Linked DNA regions of Rattus norvegicus: all the other regions are linked to region 3. A link is a contact called in public Hi-C data. All regions are on one chromosome and are shown on one strand. The core of a region is the stretch at or near the end of the contact, and the rest is flanking DNA. Distances in the headings are between cores, read along the strand shown.

Region 1 (2,700 bases), core at 158-2,657, 240 kb before region 3:
AGAATAGCGTATAGATAAACATGGATGTGCAGGTATCTCGGAGTTATGCTGACTTAGAGTCCTCAGTTACTCAGTCTGGAGTGGTGTGGCTAAAGCATGTAGGAACTGTATCCTTGGCTGTGCTTCTCTGGGAACCTCTGCACAGATTTCCACAGTCACTGCCCCGGTCTCCAGTCTCGTCAGCTGTAAAGAAGGACTCCTTTCTGCCACCCTCTCCTCCGGTCAGCATTTGCTGATTTCTTGGTGACAGGAGAAAGAAGGATCTCAGTGTTGTCTTATTTTGCATTTCCCCAGTGGCTAAGGATGCTGGGCATTTTCTCATTTATTCTCTGCCAATTTGTATTTCTTTAACTCCCTCTTGAACTGCAGTCATGGAACATACAGGGTGGATGATCTTCTCCATCCCTTAAGACTCTTTCCTTTTAAAATCCACTTCATCCCCCTCAAAGCCTCCCCAAATTTCCCTCCATTTGGTGCCTTTCCTTCCTCCATGGATGCTAAGAATATCATCGGAACAATAGAAAGCAGCGGTCACTCCAGCCTCTACCCTCCCCCCCCCCTTTGCAGTCAGCCGTGGGAAAATGCAAGCTTCCCTGGGCTTTTAAATGATGCCTGGGTCATTTAATGTCAGGGGGAAGAATTTCTTGGCTATTAAAAATACATTAACAACTGGGATCCAAGATCTGTGTCTCCTCATGCAATGACATCACTGTGCAATGCTCACCCCCTCCCATTTCATTCCAAAGATATAATTATTGATACTCACAAAAACTGTTGAATCTACAAAGCAATAAGAAACCGCTTTAGTAGGCACGAGGGAGGGAGGGAGAGAGAGAGAGAGAGAGAGAGAGAGAGAGAGAGAGAGAGAGAGAGAGAGAGAGAGAGAGAAAGGACACAACTAATTGATAAAATTCAACAATGGGCTCTCATAGCCTATTCTTACAGTTGCAATGAAGCACGCCGGCCAATAGATGGCAGGCACTGACTGCTCCACAAATGTCTAGTTCCCACCCACATTGAATCAGCCACGTCTAAATTTGCTGTGTCAGGGTGGGATTTTCAGAACCATCCATCCTTGCTACATCCACCAGACGGGTGCTGCAGTTTCTGTCTCTCCACAGCTGTATGGTCACAGAAGAGACCTTGCATTGCGACACATTAAGAAGCCCTTTCTGTTGTTGATGCCCAAGTCCTCAGACAAGGCTGAAGTTCGTCCCACTCTATCTACAGTGGCCAGTCTACGTGTTCTTCAAAATAATGCCCCCTCTTCCTTGTGTATGTCCTTGTCCTTGAGCTTCTCCACATCGTCCACTGTCCCCTCAGCTTTATAGCTCAGACCTAGCCATGATCTATACGGTTATGTTTGCCCTGGTGATGATAGCTTTCCAAGCCTGACCTTTGCCTCAGCACAGGGTGCTTGGTAGAACTAGATAGAAGTCTGCAATCTGTAGGTGAGGAAGAAGGCAGCATGGACTTAGCATGTTCCAGCCTTGTGATCCTGGGACAAAGATAAAATCCAGGGAGGAGCTTTTCAACACACCTGACTGTATCTATCCATTCCTCCTTTGTCTGTCCGAAATTTATTTTGAGTCTACTAGTTTTGTTTGGGAGTGGTGCCTGTTTTCTGCTGGAGTTCAAATCCAGGGCCTCACAAATGCTAGGTAAGCACCCTGCCCCCGAGCCACACACCTGCCCTTTGGTTCTAGTCCTCGGAGTTACAGCTGTGACACATTATTAACTGCGGCTGCGTCGAGAGCTTACATCATCCTATTGTCAACACCGCCAACTCCGCTCCACACACAGAACATTGACATGACGCCCAGATGTCGTTGCAGGAGCACTACTAACAAACTTGGCGTGACTCTAGCAAACCCGTGAAGTAAATTGTTGGTCTCGATTCCCAATTTATCTGTGAGGAAACCAAGGCACAAAGACATTAAATAATTTTGAGGAAAGCCACATGGATTGCCAGGATTTGTGCTGCAGTCACCTGTCCGGAGGCATTACATCCTTAGCAACTGTGCTAAGCTACACCGGGAACTAGCAGTGAGGCACAGAAAGAACTAACTCATCCTCTCTGCCTGTCAAAATGGTGACAGGCTGGCTTGAAGGTGAACGTGAGCTTTAGCTCCTGCCTGAAACATCCTCCTATGGGTCTTTACAAGTCCACACTGGGGGCTGGGGATTTAGCTCAGTGGTAGAGCGCTTACCTAGGAAGCGCAAGGCCCTGGGTTCGGTCCCCAGCTCCGAAAAAAAGAACCAAAAAAAAAAAAAAAAAAAAAAACCACAAGTCCACACTGGCCGAAATAATCCAGTACAGACTTGGTAAGGTTACACAAGCACGAAGGAAGGTTCCAAGAGCTAGGAGTTAATTAGCACAGGTCTCACTACCGAGAGAAGAAGGCTGGGATATGACACTGACTTAGCCTCTGGTCTATGCTTCACATTTTAAAACTAAGAGTAATTCATCATAATAACTACAGAATCTTCCAGGGGAATCTGCTAGACATTACGGGGAGCAGCTTTGACAACTGAGAGGGGCGTGGGGTCCCTCCAAAAACAACAGTGTACACCAGAGCTTCAGTGTTATATCAAACCATGCCTGTAGACACTAGATACAACATAAAATGTAAAGTGCGCTTGGCAGCTACTCAGGAGTTAAAAATAAAATTACCACATGACCCAGTCCACAGTATATAC
Region 2 (2,700 bases), core at 48-2,547, 130 kb before region 3:
AAATATGTGAGTTTATGACAAATGGTTGTCTACAGAGGGGATCAGAAAAGCATTCTGTGTAATATCACTAATGTTGAATGACTTTCAATAATGGTAAGGCCTTACTATCTAGTGCATTAAAATGTCTTAAGTATTCCTTTAAGAGAAAGTTAAGATCCCTGAAACATGATGTGCAGAAACCTTTTAAAAATAACTTTTAAAGACTCTCCAGCTGTAAATGTGTGTTGCCAGTTACTGGGGACTTGCATCCTCTGAAGAAATTATTGAACGTTCTCTTCAGGAGATGGCCTCCTTCCAATGGTCTCTTCATTCGGAATGAAGTTTATGACAGTAAACAGCTCTTACTTTCGAGAACCAAAGACTGTTCAGAGTAAGAGCTTTCAAATTGATAAATATATAGCCTCCTTGTCGTTGCTATTGGGAATTTGAAGGATTTAACCTAAGTAAACATATTTCCACCAACGGTGAACGGAAACTTACTAGTAGCTTCTGTGCTTACTACAGGATTCTTCTTGGCCCTCGCTGAATTCAGGTAGATGTAGTACTTGCATGAACACCACGCTCACTGGTCAAGCATGAACTAAGACCGTCACAGTGATCATTTCCTTTTATCGCACAATGAAATTGAGGGGATACTCATTTAGGGTCCCATTTTACACAGCTTTATATCGTTTAAATACTGTCCCAAATTCTATGAGGAAGAATTGAGATATGAGCCCAGGCAAGCTAATCCAAAACCTTCAGAATTTACCTACTTACTTTTTTATCACAGGTTTCTAGGATGTAAAAAGTAAAATCCTGACCTGGGCGGTAGTGTCACTCGCCTTTAATCCTGGCGCTCAGGAGGCAGAGGCAGGTGAAACTCTGAATTTGAGGACAGCCTGGTCTACAGAGTGAGTTTCAGGACATCGGAGGCTACAAACAGAAACCCTATCTCAAAAAAACCCAAGACAATAAATAAATAAAATTCGAATATAAAAGTTCTTGGGACTAGTTGTTAAATAAAATGTTATTTCTTCCCAAAAGGTTCTTGTTAAACTTCTATTTACGGTATTATGAGAATTAGCTAGTTTCTAAATAGTAGCTTGTCATATTAGTGCAACATTTTAAATGTTTTCAAGTTCCACAGGTCACTACAGTTTTAAAGCAAACCAGGCTGGGTACAAGAACACAAATAAAAAAAATACTTAAGGAAGAAACGATATCAAAATTGTTTACCTGTTACTTGAACTGAGAAGAAGCTGAGAGCCAAGAATAGCAGTCTGAGTGTCATTGTCCTGATGAGGGTCAGGGCTGCAGCTCCTCCTGTGAGCAAGGCCGAGTGTGGTGTGAAGTTAAGTGGCACCTGCCAAGGTCTGTGACTCTCTGCCATCCAGGGCCACCTTACGGGGCACATGATCAAGGGATTCAAACCACAAGGCTTCGTGACTTTCACACAGGATATTACATTCTGTTTTTGATGACTTGACTTTTACTTCTTTTAGCGACTGCCCCACCCCCAGGCACTGAAAAGAGTGTCAACCACCAGATAATATGCTCAGGAGAGTTATTTGCTGATGAGTAACAGAACCGTGAAATGTGAGTGCTGAGGGTCCAGCAATGACAAGAGCAGACAAACAAGGTATTCTAAAGAAAAGAGAAAACCCTCTCGTGGAAAACAAACTCTTACAGACAAGCCCAAAACATAAGGCTGTGTGGGAAGTTGGGAGATTTCTATATAAGTGTTTAAATTCTATATAAATGTTATGAAATTGATGCTTGTAACAATCTTAACATAATCCTATGGAATGTATGTACAGCTCACTTCTACCAATTTTGAAAACTGCCCCCAAGTACACACTTTTCCAAGTACACACTTTTCCAAGTACACACTTGGCAAGCACCCAGGGAGCTGAGCAGCTGCAGAAATTTCCAGAGCAAAGAGGAAGTCATAAAAACGCCATATTTTTTTTTAGGGAAACAGGAGGCAAACAAAACAGGTTCCCTATGTCCCTCAAAGAACCATTCAAAACCCGGACCATTGGAAGGTGCACCACAGAGACATCCTGGGGTATCTGTAACCAGCCCTCCACACCTCTCAACCCCTGGCCTATAGACAGGACTAGTATACCAGCATGGCCAGCCCCATATTCCTCTTCTGGAACCTTCCTTGATCCTCCTGGCCAGCATCTGTACTCAACAGCTTCCCTGGTAGTCCGGCTTTTATACAAGCTGTAAACACCCGATGAGGTGTCAGCACTGCATGGTTATACGAATCTCACACACGTTAGCTTTTTCAAAACTTTCTCCATGATTATTTTTTTCTTTCCTGATAATCTAAGCTTTGTGAAACCAGCCTCGTTTGTGGTTTTGTATATATTTTAAAGGACAATTTGTATTGTTTTTTTCATATGTAGAAAATTTAGAAAAAGAAATATAAGCATAAAAATCAAGGTTTACCTGCATTCTTCCCAAATTGTAAAAGCACTTAATATTTGAGCCATTACTTTCCATGTTGTTTTGTTTGTGGTTTTTTGTAGATATGTTATCATATGTTAATTTCAAAGGCATCCCCATGTGATGTAGATATTTTATTAAGTTTTAGCTGGTATATAAAACAAATATTAAATGTATTAATGAAAAAAACATGAAATTTTATAGGCATATATTTTTAAATATTTAAATCAGATTAAGAATTGGTTTTTGCATATTTATTATCAC
Region 3 (2,700 bases), core at 30-2,529:
AATGGATGAAATTGCATCAGATATGATGTAGATTTTACAGCATCAGCAAGAGTCACCTTCAGAGAATACCCTCTAATTTTCAAGTATTACAGAAGACACACTTCCTACCAAAGTCATTCTTATAAAGCAGACTTGCTTAAAAAAAAAGTTGCATTTTTTGGCGTATGCCTTCACCTTCCAACTTATCTACCTCAAAAAAGTAAAGTTAAAATGCTCATTAGCTGGAGACGAACTCAATATTTCGGCATAATAAAGAATAAAACATTTAACCACAAAACGGAAAACAGAAGTGGATGGACATAATAAGGTTGTTTACGGAAGAGAATGGATGTGGTGTACATTTATATGCTCTGAAAGAAAAATAGTACACAGAATATGGACTTACTTTTTAAAAAAGAGAAAAAATAAAATTCTGAGTTCCTGTGTAGTGAAATTTTCTAGAAGAGTCTTTGAATATAATTTCCATACACTTGGATTATTTACCTTTTTCTCTTGCAAATTTTTCTAACCTAAAGACATCAGGAGCAACTTGAGTCTCCAATTCCCTCAACTTATGCAATTAACCCTATTTCTGCACTGGTCAGGAGAGTGACTCCATTTCAATGTGCTCGGTTTCTGCCAAGGAACATGTTGGTGAAGGCCATGGACAAGAGGCTTGGTGTTAACAGGAGGCATGGAAAGGGTGTCTAGTTCATGTCTTGTCAAGAATGTGTGGTGGTTGTGTGGTTGTTTGGGAGTAAGAGAAGGAGATAACAGGCTCTCATTCACAGGAGTGCTCGGTGAATCAGAATGGATCTCAGACTACATTTTAAGGAAAATGTGCCTCACTCTGAAAAGAAAGAAGAGAGTGAAACAGGGCTTCAGACTCAGTAGAGCAGGAGAAATTGGGCTTCTGGGATTATTTTATACTTGAAAACAAGTCAGAGAATCTGTTGTGAATGTGTTTGCAGAAATGCTTTCAAGAATTGAAAAGCTAAGTGCAAGCCAGGATGGGTGGGGTTCCAGAGTGGCAGCTTGAACTTTGCTCCCTAGTCAGGAACTAACATTCATTCACCTAAGTCAGCTCAAGATACAGTCATAGAACAAGAACAAGAAAGCGATTTTGAATTTGCCCTTGAAGTTGTCTCCTTACGCAACAACCAGAAATGTCAGGGGCAACCCTCTGTAAAGCAGTTCACTCTGCCTGCTCTTCCTTTGCAGTGAAACAGTCCTTCCTTCTACCAGCGGATGGGAACAGGCTGGTTTGATCAAGTCACACAGTCAGGTGCCAGTAGAGTGGAAACTGCTGTCTCTCCATGCTCTTCGTACTCTGGCCAGCTCTTTCCACAGAACCACCAACCTGCTGTTCTAAAGTCTCCAAGAGTTTCCCAAAATACAAGAATTGCTTATCTTTGAAGTGCTGCTAGCAGACAATGGGCCAGTGTTGTAGTTTATCAAAGGCTCTTGCGTTCGCCTACCAATCCTGGGAGAAAATATTGTACCACAAAAGAGCAAATATCAAATGCAGCCCAGCTGGCCGTCACTGGTCTCTTTTCCTTTCTCTGCCTTCATACACTGGGGTTATTCCACCAGCAGCAACGTTAACAAAGGTCTGTTTAACTGAGTTGGAGGGGAGACAGTATGCATTTCCAGAAGCAACTCTAAACTTCAAGACTGTACAAATCATGTCTGATTTTTGTGACTTAATGGAGTTTCCAGCTAATGCCAGCACTCTTTTTCTGAGTCAGTTCCATTATTTGGAAAGTAAATAAAGGAAATATTTTTCAATCCCCCAAATATCATTTCAAATGCAAATACTTAGAGAAAAAAAAGTCTCAAAGGACACCAGAAAAAACAGACTTTGAAAATTAGCCTTTCCAAGCAGAATAGGAAGGAAAAAAATGTTTTTCAAACAGAGGATTAAGAGTTCTTTTATTTACACATGGAGGAAAGTAACTAAATATTGACAGTGTTCTATACTACAGTTAGGACTATATACACAAGAGGCTGTTGACTCTAGATATGTCAGACAAAAACAAACCTAAAATGTTTCCCTTTCCCTCAGTACAATAAGAAATGATGGTGTTATAAATAATATTCAGTCTCCATCATGCTGAACTAGCAAAAAAGATCCCTAGATGTTTCTGCTGTAAAAAGATGATCCCCAAGGCCCTCTTCGTTTGCAGGCTTCACTTCTTTCTCTCCAGCATGGGGCAGGGGAGTAGCAGTCCATCAAATTAGTTAATTGCAATGAATCAGTGGTAATAGGACTTTTTACCTTGGGCAATTCTTTTATGTCTCACCATGTTAATGAAGTTCCTAGACTTAAACCAAAACCCAGATGGTTTAATTTGTAATGTCAGGAATAGGAGAGAGAGATTTTTTTTCCTTATTCAATTTATCTTAGAAGGCAAGACAGCATAAAACCTTCCTAATCTTTTCACATTGTATTTCACAGACTCTATTGTATTGAAATTTATTGACTAATGATGGTAAAACCCTATAGGATAGAATCCCTAATAGACCTCATAGTGTTTAAGAAATGTACAATGTTGCTTTTGGTAAACCTTCCCAGAGCAATGTGGGAATTCCCTTTCCAAGGGAAAAACAGAGTTAATAATTCAGAGGTTTCCATTCTTTACTTGGTTTTTCCTTTTGCTCCATATCCCACTTGACTTCCATATTCACTCTTTCTCTATTGCTGAGATAAATGCTTTGCCC

Evidence for each region. A called contact is a pair of places that touch in the nucleus more often than the background predicts.
Region 1: a Hi-C map of liver shows a contact between it and region 3, with 5 times the contacts expected there. The contact joins two enhancer-like sites. A contact is called at or near these places in 2 of 12 Hi-C or Micro-C datasets (liver and mammary epithelial cells).
Region 2: a contact with region 3 is called in a Hi-C map of kidney, with 2.0 times the contacts expected there. The contact joins the promoter of Cd28 here to the enhancer-like site in region 3. A contact is called at or near these places in 2 of 12 Hi-C or Micro-C datasets (kidney and liver).

What each region holds. Positions count from the first base shown.
Region 1 is chr9:69,768,753-69,771,452 of GRCr8, reverse strand. No RefSeq gene overlaps it. Among named protein-coding and RNA genes, the nearest start is that of Ctla4, 43 kb to the left of the region's middle. Within about 2 kb of position 1,407, at least 26 of the 93 cell types and tissues checked have an H3K27ac peak or open chromatin away from gene starts, as enhancers often do. A contact at or near this core is called in liver, where this site is marked.
Region 2 is chr9:69,658,913-69,661,612 of GRCr8, reverse strand. Cd28 (Cd28 molecule) reads right to left here and starts at 1,297. Exons shown (of 4, transcript NM_013121.2): 1 at 1,219-1,297. The coding sequence starts at 1,273.
Region 3 is chr9:69,527,785-69,530,484 of GRCr8, reverse strand. No RefSeq gene overlaps it. Among named protein-coding and RNA genes, the nearest start is that of Raph1, 45 kb to the right of the region's middle. Within about 2 kb of position 1,279, at least 5 of the 93 cell types and tissues checked have an H3K27ac peak or open chromatin away from gene starts, as enhancers often do. A contact at or near this core is called in kidney and liver, where this site is marked.